Regions from separate parts of the Sus scrofa genome. Here region 2 is linked to region 1. A link is a contact called in public HiChIP or PLAC-seq data. All regions are on one chromosome and are shown on one strand. The core of a region is the stretch at or near the end of the contact, and the rest is flanking DNA. Distances in the headings are between cores, read along the strand shown.

Region 1 (6,675 bases), core at 1,666-4,165:
TTAAATTCTACGTAATTATTATTCCAATCTGAGCTCAATTTTCTCATCCAAAAAAATGGGATAATACCTTGAAGTCCTCTCATGTGGATTAAATGGGACTATAGAAAGGGGGGTAATGAATAATTAGTGAATGGCTTCTGTGGGTGGAGCACTATAGCTTGTTCCTTCGCGTGCTTTATCTCATTCATTAGCTCCATTTCAAGAATGAGGAAAATGACGTTAAGCAGAAGTAACACAAACGATTTCTCCCTGGTGGACGAATCTTCACCAAGAATCCAGAAAACCAGTTTTATGGAATCCTGACAGTGTGTCAGGCATTTTTCCTTGGTTGTCGTGAACAAGACAGAGGTCTGTATCAAGGTTTTGGTGCCGCTGTCCAGAAAGTGTTTGGGAGTGGGGGGAGGGTGAAGGCTGATACAGAAGAAAAATCAATGGCACTGTTTTGGGCCACGGTAGGTTTAAGATGCCCGTTAGACATCCCAGAGGTGAGATGTAGGAGGTGGAGAGATTCGTTTGGAATGTAAGGGACACATCTGGGTAGAGATAAGACACTGTGAGTCATCGACATATAGATATTTAAAGCTATGGCAGAGTTCCCATTGTGGCTCAGTGGGTTAAGGCCCTGACATTATGACCTTGTATCTGTGAGAAGGTGGGTTTGATCCCTGGTTCCGCTCAGTGAGTTAAGGATCTGGTGTTGCTGAAAGCTGTGGCATAGGTTACAGATACAGCTTGGATCCAGTGTTGCTGTGGCTGTGGCAGAGGCTGCAGCTGAGCTGCAGCTCTGATTCGAACCCTAGCCCAGGAACTTCCATATGCCGCAGGTGCAGCCGTAACAAGAAAAAAATAAAATAAAATAAAGCTATGGCCCTTGATTAGATTTCCTAGGAAAAAAGTATAGGTGGGGAATCTGGTTAAGGGCAGGGAGCCCTGAGCCCCTCCAACATTTAACTGTCTACAGAGGAGAATATCCAAGAACCGCAGAAGTGATCACTGAGGTAAGAAGAAAATCCAATGAAACCAGGGTCATGGAAGCCAAGAGAAAAATTTTCAGGAAAAGTTTCAAGGAGGGATTGCTCAGTAGTGATGCTGCGATAAAGCCACGTAAAATACAGAGACTTGACCACTAGTTTTGGCAAAAAGGTGGTCTTTCATTCAGCAGGTATTTACCTTTGTATTGGGTACTCCTCAAGGGACTAGGGATACGGGTGTGAATGAAACAGGAAAATCCCTGCCCTCGTGGGATTCACATACTGGTGAGAGAATGAAGATAAGCAATTAAATCATAGTATGCTAGTCGATTCTGAGGACTTTATAGGAAACTAAAGCAGGGAAGGAGAGCATTTGGGGTATGGAGGGAGGGGTTGCAATTTAGAATAAGAGTAACCAGGCAATCAACCTGGAGCTTGCACCTGTCCATTATTTCATCCAAGAATGAAGCTTCCCTTTGCTTCTGAATTGAACTCGTCTCATTCAGTTAACTTGAAGGACGCAGGCAGAAGGACCCTTGGTGTGGCCCCACTGGAAAGATCCCACCTTAGCAAGTGAAATCTTGCCTATAGTCCTGGGAGAGCAAGCCCTCCTAGTTGTCAGTTGCTGGCAGTCAGAGGATCTCATACAAGGAAGACCTTTGGAAGATAACAGTGGAGGGAGTTCCCCATTGTGGCTCAGTAGGTTAAGAAGCTGACTAGTATCCATGAGGATGCAGGTTCAATCCCCAGCCTCCCTAAGTGGGTTAAGGATCCAGTGTTGCCAAAAGCTGTGGTGTAAGTCGCAGATGTGGCTCAGATCTGGTGTTGCTCTGGCTGTGGTGTAGGCCGGCAGCTGTAGCGCTGATTCGACCCCTAGTCTGGGGACTTCCATATGCTGCAGATAAGAACATAAAAAAAGATAACCATGGAGCCACATGTGGGAAGGGCATTCTAGCAAGAGGCCCCAGCAAGGGCAAATGTTCTGAGGCTAGAGCTACTGGGCATTTCAAAAAAATAATAAATAAATAACGTAAAATAAGAGTACTTAGGAAGACAGCACAGAGATAACGTGTGACGTCCTGAGTAAGCAGAGGGAATGAGCTAAGCCGGAGTCTGGGGGAAGGGCCCTGAGAGGGAAGAACACGTGTGGAAGTGCCTAGAAACCCAAAGGTTTCAGCAGGATGGCAGAGCAGCTGCAGCAGAACAAGTGCAAAGGAGGTGACTGATAGGCTGGGGAGCGGTGGAGACGGCGAGGAGCGTTCATTGTGAGGCAGGAAGCCCAGGTTTTGAGCAGAGGAGTGCTGGGCTGGCTGCCGTATTGAGAAGACACTGTTGGGAAGGGGTTGGGGGGCGGCAACTGCTGTCATTTAGGTGAGAAAGGGTGGATCTTGGGCCAGGTGGTGACTGAATGCCGTCATAAGTTTAGAAACTATTGTCCGTGTAAAGCCGAGGGGATTTGCTGATGAGCTGGATGTGGTGTGTCAAAGAAACCGCCGCGCAGGATGTGTCTGAGTGCCTGGAAGGATGGAGCTGCCACTGAGTTAGGGCAGACTCCAGGAAGTGGGGAATTGTTTCTGGATTTGGGAGGAGATCTACTGCTTAAGGGAAGAGGCTGGCCTTAGTGGGAGGAGGCATTGACGGTTCATCACGGAATACGAGCAGGCAGGGGGAAGCCTGTGCAAATTCTCTCATGGTGGCTTTGATTTTTTTCAGTGAAATAGCCATCAAGTCATCAGCCAGGAGTGAATATGGGAGAGAAGTGCTTGACGTTTGAAGGAAGAAGTCATTGTCAAGGAGGGGAGGGGAATGAAAAGACTGGGGTAATTAAATAAAATTCAGCATGAAGGGCCCACTTGACCTTGATGCGGTTGTGTTCTCCCTCAGTGGCAGAGTTAGAAGAGCGCTGGAATTAACTGCGATTGAAGGTTTGCTGAGCACAAAGAAACAGGAGAGGGGGAAAGCCTTTTGGTGTTCAAGGAATTCACTCACTCCAGCCCTAGGGGCAAGAGGAAGTGAAAATAAGCGCCACTGAGAGCTTCAGGGGAAACCATGTCCCCAGGAGAAAGAGGTTTCGCTTAGAGCAAAGAAAGGAAGCATTCAAAAGGTTGAGGGTGTGGGGGGTCCCTTCTTCTTGGTAAAGCAGTTTCAGTGGGGTGGGGTGGCTGGATTGGAGTGGGCCAAGGAGCAATTCAGAGAACAGAAGTTGACAGCAAAGTGGGCAACCCTTTCAAAAAGGTTGGCTCTATTGGTGCTGGAGTTAGTTGAAGGTTGGTTGAAGGCAGTTTGGTATATTTTACGATGGAAAACGTTACAGCAGGTTTTTTGTTTCTGTTTTTTTATGGTCACACCCACGGCATATGGAAGTTACCAGGCCAGGGATCAAATCTGAGCCGCAGCTGCAACCTATGCCACAGCTGTGGCAACACCAGATCCATTAACCCACTGCACCTCCACAGTGACTGTGCAAATACAGTCAGATTCTTAACCCACTCTGCCACAGTGGTAACTCCTACAGCACATTTTTATACCAACAGAAGAGGGTGAAAAATTGATGGTGTTCCCTGGTGGCTCAGTGGGTTAAGGATCCAGTGCTGTGGCTCAGGTCACTGCAGTGGTTTGGGTTTGATCTCTGGCCTGGGAATTTCTGCATGCTGCAGGTGCAGAAAAAAAAAAAAAAAAAAAAAAAAAGACAATGCAAGAAAGAAATGCAGAAGCAAAGCCCATGAGAAGGCAAGAGGACATTAATGGATCCAAGGTGTAAGGGGAAGAACTGATCTTAAAATTCAGTAGAAGGAAAGTTCCAAAGAGGGCTGGAGGCAGGAAGGTTGGTGGAAACATGAAACGGGAAGATAAGTTAGTTCTCTTTGGAATAAATCTATTTATCTCTAAAAAGTATGAAAGGAGGTTTTTTCTGAGAAATGGTAGCAGGAAGAATGTCAGATATTAGATGGCAGGTAAGCAAGGCTGTGAGGAGAAATGGACGCCAGGTGGGGAAATGAACTTACGAGGGAACTGTAGTGGATTTGTTTGGCAGCATCAAGTGCCCACCTGAGATGTGTGGTCATAAATCTGAAGTGAGATGAGTCAACACAGTTGTGCAATTTCTCCCATCAGGCCTTCTGCTTGGGTACAAGTGCCAAGTAAGTGGCTCACAAGGCCTGGGGATTTTGCCGGGTGAGTATGATGGAGGGGGCAAGATACCAGGGGGTTAGGATGTTTGCAATCAAGTGCTGGCCATCATCTATGCTACCTAAGGGAAGAAGCCAGGACATGAAAAGGTTCATAGACAATGACAAATGGTAAGGTCAAGCGATGGGAAGCTGGATGCGGCTGAAGAATTGCTGGAGTGAAAGAAAACTCCAACACTACAAGATGATAAACTGAGGCGGAGGGGTATGAGACTGACTTTGGAGATGGTGCATTTTTTTCTCCCCCAGTTAAATAAAAGCATTAACCAAATAAAACCTTATCATCAAGATGATGTTGCTTTTGCCTACATTTTAAAAAAAGCACTTTCTGATTACATCATTGGATGGTCAGGGTTTATCTGGCCAGGAGAGTTTGAGTTAGTATCACCTGGTTTGAATTTCACAACTGATCCCAATAGAAAATGAGTGCCTTAGACAAATGAACCTTTCCAGAGAAAAGAAACTTGTGGACTTGGAGAAAAGACCTGTGGTTGCCAAGGGGGAGGGGTTGGAATGCACTGGGAGTTTGGGGTTAATAGATGCAAACCATTGCATTTGGAGAGGATAAGCAATGAGATCCTGCTGTAGAGCACAGGGAACTCTATCTAGTCACTTGTGATGGCGCATGATGGAGGATAATGTGAGAAAAAGAATATAAATATGTGTGTGACTGAGTCACTTTGCTGTACAGTAGAAATTGACAGAATACTGTAAAGCAACTATAATGGAAAAAAAATCATATAAACTTAAAAAAAAATCAGTATAATTGAAAAAAAAAATGAGTGCCTGGTGTTTTCCAATGAATTTCTTTATCACCAATACCTTTAAAGCATAAGAGGAATCCTCTGGGAGAATATATAAAAAATTAACTAAAAGAAAATATTTTGCTATTAAGGGATTTAGAAATGAACATAAAACATTCATTATAAAAATTTTATTCCATTGTATTGTCATTTAAAATTACAAGAATATAAGCAAATAAAATCCAGTGTCTGTGCAATATTTAGTGACAAATCAATAGCTTCATGGAAATTTTCAGTTTGTTTAAAAAAGTCATGTCATTTAAGTAATAATTAAGCTTTGTCTCTGTATATCATAAACTTCCACTTGGCTTAGACAATTCCATTTTCTCCAACAGGAAGCTGTGTAGGGTCCAGTCCTACTTTCTTCATTGATACGGCAACATCGAACAAATAGTCGTAACACTCACACCTGTAAAAGAAAAAGCAAAAAGAACCAAAAGTAGCGAAACAGAGTTCTCCAATCCTAATAATCGTATCTTTCCTCTGCATCAAGTTAACCCTGTTCCTTGCCCATTTTTTTTTCTCAGTTCTAGGCGCAGTTTTTATTTTAAACGTTAAAACATGGAATCATATTGAATCATGCCATCATGTCATATACGTCTCAGAAATAAAAGGGAGTTTAAAACATACTACCTATATAAATTTAGATTTTTATCTTTTAACTTGGCCACTTTCTTGAAATAAATGTAGCAAATCATTGTATAACACGGGTTAGCTTTATTCAAGCCTTCAACTCAGAGAACCAAGATCTGTATCTCCTCCTTTGTATCAGAGCATAGTGCCTTGCCAAATAACAGCTCACCCGAAAAATATTTCTTCACAAAAGAATACATAATACAAATAAAATCTCTAGAAATAAGAATGATAAACTATTTAAATGTAAACCATTTTGACCAGCGACACACCCACGCAAAAATCATACTTCATTTTAAATAAGAAAATCCTATTTCGATCCCTCTTACGTTTAGAATGTGGTGACTTATTCTCGATGGTCTTTGGTTGACACTTACATGGTTTTGGCCTTCTCCCACGTCTCTCCCCAGACGTAGACTCCGTGCCGTCTGACGAGCACGGCGCAGGAGTCTGGGTATTCATTCATTGCCCTGGCCATTCTCTCCTTGAGGTCCTTTCCTCAGGTGTGTTCTCAATAATGGGGACTACTAACATGTCATCATATCTGCAAGACAATAAAGGTGTTCATACATAAAACATAATTTTTTTCAAGTAACCAGTGGGACGTTCTCTTTATATCTAAAAAGCCACTCCAATTTATGAACAAGATGTTGCATGTTATTCTGTGTATCTTGCATAAATATCTGTATCAAAAGACGCCTTGGGAATTTGGCAGGCATTGTTCTAATCCTAAGTATAAGTGGCAGAAATTTGTGCAGGATACCACAACCCAACAAAGAAATTATCAAGATCATACAAGTATTTCCTTGAAGCATAGAGAATCATGGTATTTTTTAACAGGAGATGAGAAAATGATAAATCTCAGAATTAGAAGCGTAGGACGGATTAACAACTGAGGTACTTACTAAAGCAGGAATTTCCCAGTGATATAAAATCATTTTATGCTCTCTCTGTAGGACCCAACAGTGTCTTGGATAGGCAGATATATAAATACAGGTGTGGTTGGTGGCCCTGGAATGGCAAAGACCTTCTGGAGCTAACTATTAAAGGTATGATAATATTTTCAGAATACTCTCAAAT
Region 2 (6,675 bases), core at 1,074-3,573, 200 kb before region 1:
ATTGTCTCGGGGAAAGACATTCAGCCCTCCAGACAACCAACGGCTTTATTCTGCCCTGAGTTGAGATTGGTTTTGGCTGAGGCTGCTTTGTGACACGCAGGGCTGCCAACTCCAGGTCTTAGTGAGGGTTTCCTGGGAAGGCAAGGGCACAGGGTTGCCGGAGAGAGGAGGATCGGTCCTGTTTTTAAACAGTGTTGAAGTTCTCGCCAAGTTCGGTCCTTTCGAAATGCCGGGGCCGGTCGCCTGGCTCTCTCCGCTGTTACTCCACTGTGTGTCTTCAGCAGGAGATGGCGAATGAGGTCAGAGGACATGGGGAAAGAGACATTGTTTTCAGAAGCGGTGTCCTGGCCGAATGGAGCAGGGCAGCTTCTGGGTTTGGTTCCCTGATGTCCACGCAGTGCCTCGCCTCTAGAGGATAGTCGATAAATACCTATTAATCGGAGGGGTAAATAAATATTTATACTAGCAGGACAAACCTTGCTTGATGATGGCTTCTCTCTTCTGAAGGCTAAGACAGCAGTCTTCCTCGGTCTGAGGTCTAAAATCCAGGGTGATTAAGTAATCTTTGGAAGAGCAGGGGTGGGGGTGGGATAGGGGAAGGGCTGACTCAGCCGGCCATGAGCTTCCCCTGTTGGAAGTCATTGTCCCGGCAATGCTCTGCAAGTGCTGTGCTCCGGGGCTGGGTTTGTTTGCTTGGCCTTCAGGGACCCATCCCTCTCAGCGGCTGGGCACTGTTGCCTTGAACCCTTTGGTGGTGCTGAACGTCAGGACCTGCTTCATTTCAAATTGGCAAATAACCGAGTGATAGGATCTCCGCAGATGAACTGGAGCTCGGGTTCTTGGGACCGAATGTGTTGTCTCTGACTTTACAAGGATTTCCTGGCCTTTATGGATATTTCTCTTTCAAGGCCCATCACCGCTGGAGGTGGTTATCTTGTTGTGGGAAGTTGAGGGAAGACAAAGCAGAGGAGCCTTGGACCAGGAGGGCTCGGCTGTGAGAGGGCTTAAGGATTGGTGAGCGGGGGGTTCTTAAAGACATAGAGTCTCATTCACAGGTCTGGGTGGCACCCCAGGAAACTTCAAGTTTAAGTTCTCCTCGGGTGCTGAGGATAGAGGTGGCCTAAAGACTGACTTTTGAGAAACAGCTGTGTGGCCTCTTCAGCCACGTAGAAAAACCACCATCAAATTAATTCTGGATGCTCTGGTTCATCACGTGTGTCCCTTTCCAAAGACCTACAGAGACCTAGGATTGTAATAAGTGGGGGCCTAGGTTTTGTTTTTGGTTTTGGTCTTTGCTATACGTTCTTTATGATTCTTTGGTTTTAGAACAGAGTTGAGGATTCATGGGGAGATAGATACTGAGGTTCAGGGTGGTGGGGAAAATGGTGAAATCTTCACCAGCTTGCCAAACAGAGGTCCAGAATGGCCCTCCTGGATGCAGCACGGTGGCTCCAGCAGCTGCCAATGGGAAGAGCCAATGGGGCCCTTCCTGGTGTCGCCATAGAACTAGGCAACACCCAGGTCCAGTGCAGAGAGCAATAATAGAATCTCTCAGGCCTTCTCTCAGAGGATGGAGTAAACATATCTCCCACCCCCAACCCCACTACAAAGTTTTCTTGACATTTCAATCCAACATGAGTGCAAGAGAGATTTTTTTTTTTTTTAAAGACTCTTGGTGTCCATAGATTTGTAAGAGGTCAGTGGATGGTCTTTAGAGGGCCCAGGGCCCTAAAAAAACCAGGTGTGAATATGCATTTCTGGGAGGAGAGAGCCCTAGTTTCTGTGGAGGTCTCAAAAGCCTCTAAGCTTTTATGACTCAAAGCTTGCTCCATTTTAGTCTGTCGTATAGCTGAACGAGATTGATAAGGGCCCCTGAGGTCATGTAAGGTACTTTTGTCTTTTGATCAAATTTAGTGCCTGTCTGTTGTCAGTATCTGTGTCTTGTGTGGATCTGGCACCAAGAATGATAAAGATCAGCATAATCCGTATGTTTCTAAATGATTTACAGTCAGAAAAGTATATCTGTAATGGATCAGCTCTTGGCCTTCCAATATGGCGTCACTGCTCATGAAAACACTTGAAAGCCCAGGAATAATGCTTCTGATGTTGCCCCTGGAAACATGAAATATCTGTTTCAAAACACGTTATGAGGGTATGAAATTACCTGTGATGTAATCCCGAGAGGATCAAATACATTCCCCAAGCTTGATTCACATTTTGATTCATTTGGAAAACATGAATTATTGTCTATGTTACATTCAGTTAGATTTCACATGTACTTGAATTTTCTTTTCTCCGCCTTGGGAGTAGTTCTTTTGAAATGATAGTCATATTGAAACAGGAAGTCAGTGAGCTATTGCAACATCCTTTGGGCAAGTGCTGTGAATTCACCTGCTGGCAACTTTGATTAAGAACCGAGAATGATCTGGATATCGTGGTCATCACAAAAGTCATTGTTTAAAAGACCTAATCGCTCCTTGGGTTTGAGGAGTGAAAATACCCACACAAGGCAGCCAATTATGAGGCACTTTGGAGATGATGTGGTTGAATGAATCGAGGAGCTGGGAAGAAGGTAGACCATGGCCTTGACTCTCAGTCCCCTGGGGCTGGGAACAGAGACTGCAGGCAAAGCCCTGCTTAAGATTTGCTGTGGGGAGTTCCCGTCGTGGCGCAGTGGTTAACGAATCCGACTAGGAACCATGAAGTTGCGGTTCGATCCCTGCCCTTGCTCAGTGGGTTAACGATCCGGCATTCCGTGAGCTGTGGTGTGGGTTGCAGACACGGCTCGGATCCCGTGTTGCTGTGGCTCTGGTGTAGGCTGGCAGCTACAGCTCCGATTAGACCCCTAGCCTGAGAACCTCCATATGCTGCGGGAGCGGCCCAAGAAATGGCAAAAAGACAAAAAAATAAAAAGATTTGCTGTGGCCCTGGTGACTCCCAGTGTATCTTCCTTTTCTAGCAGAAGCAAACCCCGCTTTTTTGCCTGAGGTCTAATTCAGATGAAGCTCCAACAATCATGGACCTGTTTATCTCCAAAATATAAAATGAACTTTATTGAGTCATAAGAGAAGTATTTATATTAGGAGTTCCCGTCGTGGTGCAGTGGTTAATGCATCCAACTAGGAACCATGAAGTTGCGGGTTCAATCCCTGGCCTTGCTCAGTGGGTTAAGGATCCGGCATTGCTATGAGCTGTGGTGTAGGTTACAGACACGGCTTGGATCCCACGTTGCTGTGGCTGTGGCGTAGGCCGGCGGCTAAGCTCGATTAGATCCCTAGCCTGGGAATCTCCATATGCCGCAGGAAGTGGCCCTGGAAAAGGCAAAAAGATAATTAAAAAAAAAAAAAAGAGAGAGGAGAGAAGTATTTATATTATATGTATGCATAAATATTCATATTTATCCATGTATATAAGTATGTATGTATCTATAAATGTATAGGTGTATAGATCTGTTTTAATGGCTGAAAGAGTATCATTGATAAAACTGGCCCTGCTTTTGAACCCTAGCATATTCCTACCTAAGCATGTTGTAGACATGGCAAAACGAAGAGAGCTTTCCATGCTCTCATCCTAAAAGTCACTCTTTGATATACTGGAAAAAGATGACTATGGGTTGCTCTGGCAAAGAAGGAAAATCAGGGTCCCTGCATGACTGAGTGATCTGGAGAATTTTATAATCTTGGAGAAACGTGGTAGAGGTGAGAGGCCCCAGATGGCACCAGGAGAGAGCAGTGACTATGTATGAAATGGGGGCAGGGGGCAAGTTGAGTTGAGGGCGTCTTTCTTCTCTGGCAAAGCACCCCCTTCTCAGCAGAAAGTTCCCAGGGTTTATTGCTAGGCAGTCCGGGTTTGAGTGCTCTTCTAGCTCCAATTCTTTCGAGGCTGTGTGAGCTTGAACAAATGACCTAACCCCTCTGAGCCTCAGCTAAGCCCCAGATAAGTGACATCTTGCCTTATAGAGTGATTGTAATATTGACTGACATGATGCACTTAAAACTATTAGCACAGAGCCAGTGCATTTTAAACGTTCAATAAGCCCCAGCTGCTGTAGTAGAATTGTTGTTGTTATTTTATAGCATTTGGTCCTAGGTCTCAGTAGCCCTACTACGGAGCAAAAGATACCTCTGGCTCCAGATAAGTGAGCCCAAACTGGGCCGCATATGTCTCTGCTGGCAGGTTCTCTCTGTGTGTTTGAGAGAGACCAGTGGAGTGATGCTTGGCCTTTTTATCAGTCCCGAGACTGGGCAGAACCTCCTGGGTTCCAGGGTGCTTGGCTCTGCCCTTGTCAAAGTCCCAGGGGTGCCTCCTTCCCCCCCACTTTGCTGTCCCTTTGAGTTCAAATCCCAGACCCCTTCTTCCAGTAACTGAGCATTTCCTGTGCAAGGGGACCCTGCAGGCTGCAGAAATCCTCTGTCCATCCTCTGCCAGGAGCTCCCATTTGGGACGTGCTGCTCTCCTGTGCACCTGCAGACCAGCCACACTTGTGTGGGAGCACAACACCGGGTGGTAACTCAGAGCCTGCCGAGGTGTGCCCTCCCACTGCTCCTGGCAGCCTCAGGCAGCGTGTGTCTGGTGGGACGAAGAGCAGCTGGAGCAACAGCTTCCAGTCCCTTGAGCAGGGACCATGTCCAGAGGGGCAAGCACAGCTTCTGTGAGCAGGGGCTGAGAGATGCTGTCCATAGCGCATCTTAATGGTGCGTCCACCCAGCAGCCTGGGGTGGAAAGGGGAAGGCACGAGTCCAGCCTTACACTCGACTGTGCCAGCTGGCTGGGATGGTGGAATATTACATAGATGGTAGAAGTTAGAGGCCTTGTTGCTTGAAATGAACTTAACCCTCCATTTCCTTCTTGGAGACTTAACAAAATAATAGTCACAATACAATAAGTCATTGATAATAATTATAAAAACCAGCTAATGTTTTCCAAGTAGTGTGTCAAACCCTTTTCCAAGCATTTTATAGGTATCATCTCATTTTGTCTTTCAACAATGCTTTTCATATCATCTCCATTCTGTAAATGAGGAAACCGAGGCCCGGAGAAGTTGACTCTCTTGTCAAGCTTGTCCCATCAGTAAATTGGCAAAGCCAGGATTTGAACCATGGCCATCTGCCTTCAGGGCCTGGAGTCTTGAACCATTACACCACCCTGCCTCTGAAGGGTCTACCCGGACCCCAAGGATGTCCCTGAAGCCAACCAACACAGTTTAGAGAGAGACCCATGGGCAGACTCCATGATCATAGCTAATACGTCCTAGGCACTGGCCACGGAGGAGAGAGTCTATAAGAACTTTATAAACATTCTCGTTTAAATCCACACATCAACTCCATTTCCCCCGCTTTTTTGTCACAGGGGCAAACTGAGACTTTAAAGAAGCTAGTACTTCTCCAGGGTCAACACAGCCTCCCAAGGGGCAGAATCGAGATTTCAATCCTCACCACCCGAGTCATGAGTGCTTACGCTTAAGAGCTGCCCTTCAGAAATGCAGCAACGTCGGGCTGGGTCTGAAGCTCCTCACACCTTGAACATGTCCTTTCAACCGGACTTTATTCTGTCTCTGGGTGGCTCTCACATGCTCCCATTGGTGCACCGAGCAGCAGCCAGAATGTGAGGCTCTTAAACTTTAGGGTCAGGCCAAGTGCTCTGCTGGCCCTCTCGCCAATCCATTGGTCCTCCCTGTGTGTGGTGGCCAAGCTGGTGCTGGAAGGGAATCTGGTAGAGTGGCCAGACCTTGGCCAAAGGTGGTGGGTGGTCTCGACACATGGGTGGCCCAGAAGTGGTCCCAGTCCCTAGTGCTTAGGGCCCTGTGGAAGCTTAACCCCAAACTGCCCCTTAATGAAATGAAGAGCAAAGAGTGGCTGTGGCCACCTCAGCAAAGCCCGGTGCCGTCTCTCTGCCAAACCCTTGTGGCCCATCATTGTTCGGGGAGTTGCTGCCTAAGGGGGGATAGATCCCGCCTGGGAGCTGGTATGAAGCACCATCTGTGCTTTAATCCACTGGGCAAACACTTGGCTCCTCCACTTGAAATAAAGAGCAGACTGGAGTTGCTGTTGTGGCGCAGTGGTTAACAAATCCGACTAGGAACCATGAGGTTTCAGGTTTGATCCCTGGCCTCGCTCAGTGGGTTAAGGATCTGGGGTTGCCATGAGCTATGGTGTAGGTTGCAGACGCGGCTCGAATCCCTTGTTGCTGTGGCTCTGGCATAGACCAGTGGCTACAGCTCTGATTAGACCCCTAGCCTGGAAATCTCCATATGCCGCGGGAGCGGCCCTAGAAAAGCAAAAAGACAAAAAAAAAAAAAAAGAGCAGACTTCTCTCTCAAAGCGTCAGTCTTAGAAACTGCTGTGAGAGGAGTGAATGTGGAAGTCTAGCCAATGGAAGGGGCACAGAGTTTCCTCCAGTTGCTCCTGTGCAGGAAGCAGGGATAAGAGACGATAAATGGGAAAACTCCCTGAGTCACCCACCTTGCATTTCACTCTTTGGGTCTGAATTAAAATTTCTTTCTTTTTTTTTTTTTTTTTTTTTTGGGGTGTACAGTTTTTAATAGTCCAAGCAGCAATTTATGCTGCGTTCCCAGAATACATCCCATGTGGAGCAGGCAAAGCTGGGCCTGCTACCCAGTGCATTTTCTTAAACTTCCTCTAAGGAGGTAATTACCTGGTATGACCAGGCACTGTG

Evidence for each region. HiChIP or PLAC-seq counts read pairs in DNA pulled down with a chosen protein or histone mark.
Region 2: a contact with region 1 is called in an H3K27ac HiChIP or PLAC-seq map of alveolar macrophages. The contact joins two enhancer-like sites. A contact is called at or near these places in 3 of 47 Hi-C or Micro-C datasets (embryonic fibroblasts and liver) and 1 of 2 datasets of contacts at active chromatin or transcription factors (alveolar macrophages).

What each region holds. Positions count from the first base shown.
Region 1 is chr2:26,113,866-26,120,540 of Sscrofa11.1, reverse strand. It overlaps APIP (methylthioribulose-1-phosphate dehydratase), which reads right to left. Exons shown (of 8, transcript XM_003122870.3): 6 at 6,096-6,139; 7 at 5,973-6,093; 8 at 5,079-5,371. The coding sequence ends at 5,272. Among named protein-coding and RNA genes, the nearest start is that of APIP, 22 kb to the right of the region's middle. Within about 2 kb of position 2,915, at least 5 of the 83 cell types and tissues checked have an H3K27ac peak or open chromatin away from gene starts, as enhancers often do. A contact at or near this core is called in alveolar macrophages, where this site is marked.
Region 2 is chr2:26,315,424-26,322,098 of Sscrofa11.1, reverse strand. The region is part of intron 2 of EHF (ETS homologous factor); the gene reads left to right. Among named protein-coding and RNA genes, the nearest start is that of EHF, 21 kb to the left of the region's middle. Within about 2 kb of position 2,323, at least 4 of the 83 cell types and tissues checked have an H3K27ac peak or open chromatin away from gene starts, as enhancers often do. A contact at or near this core is called in alveolar macrophages, where this site is marked.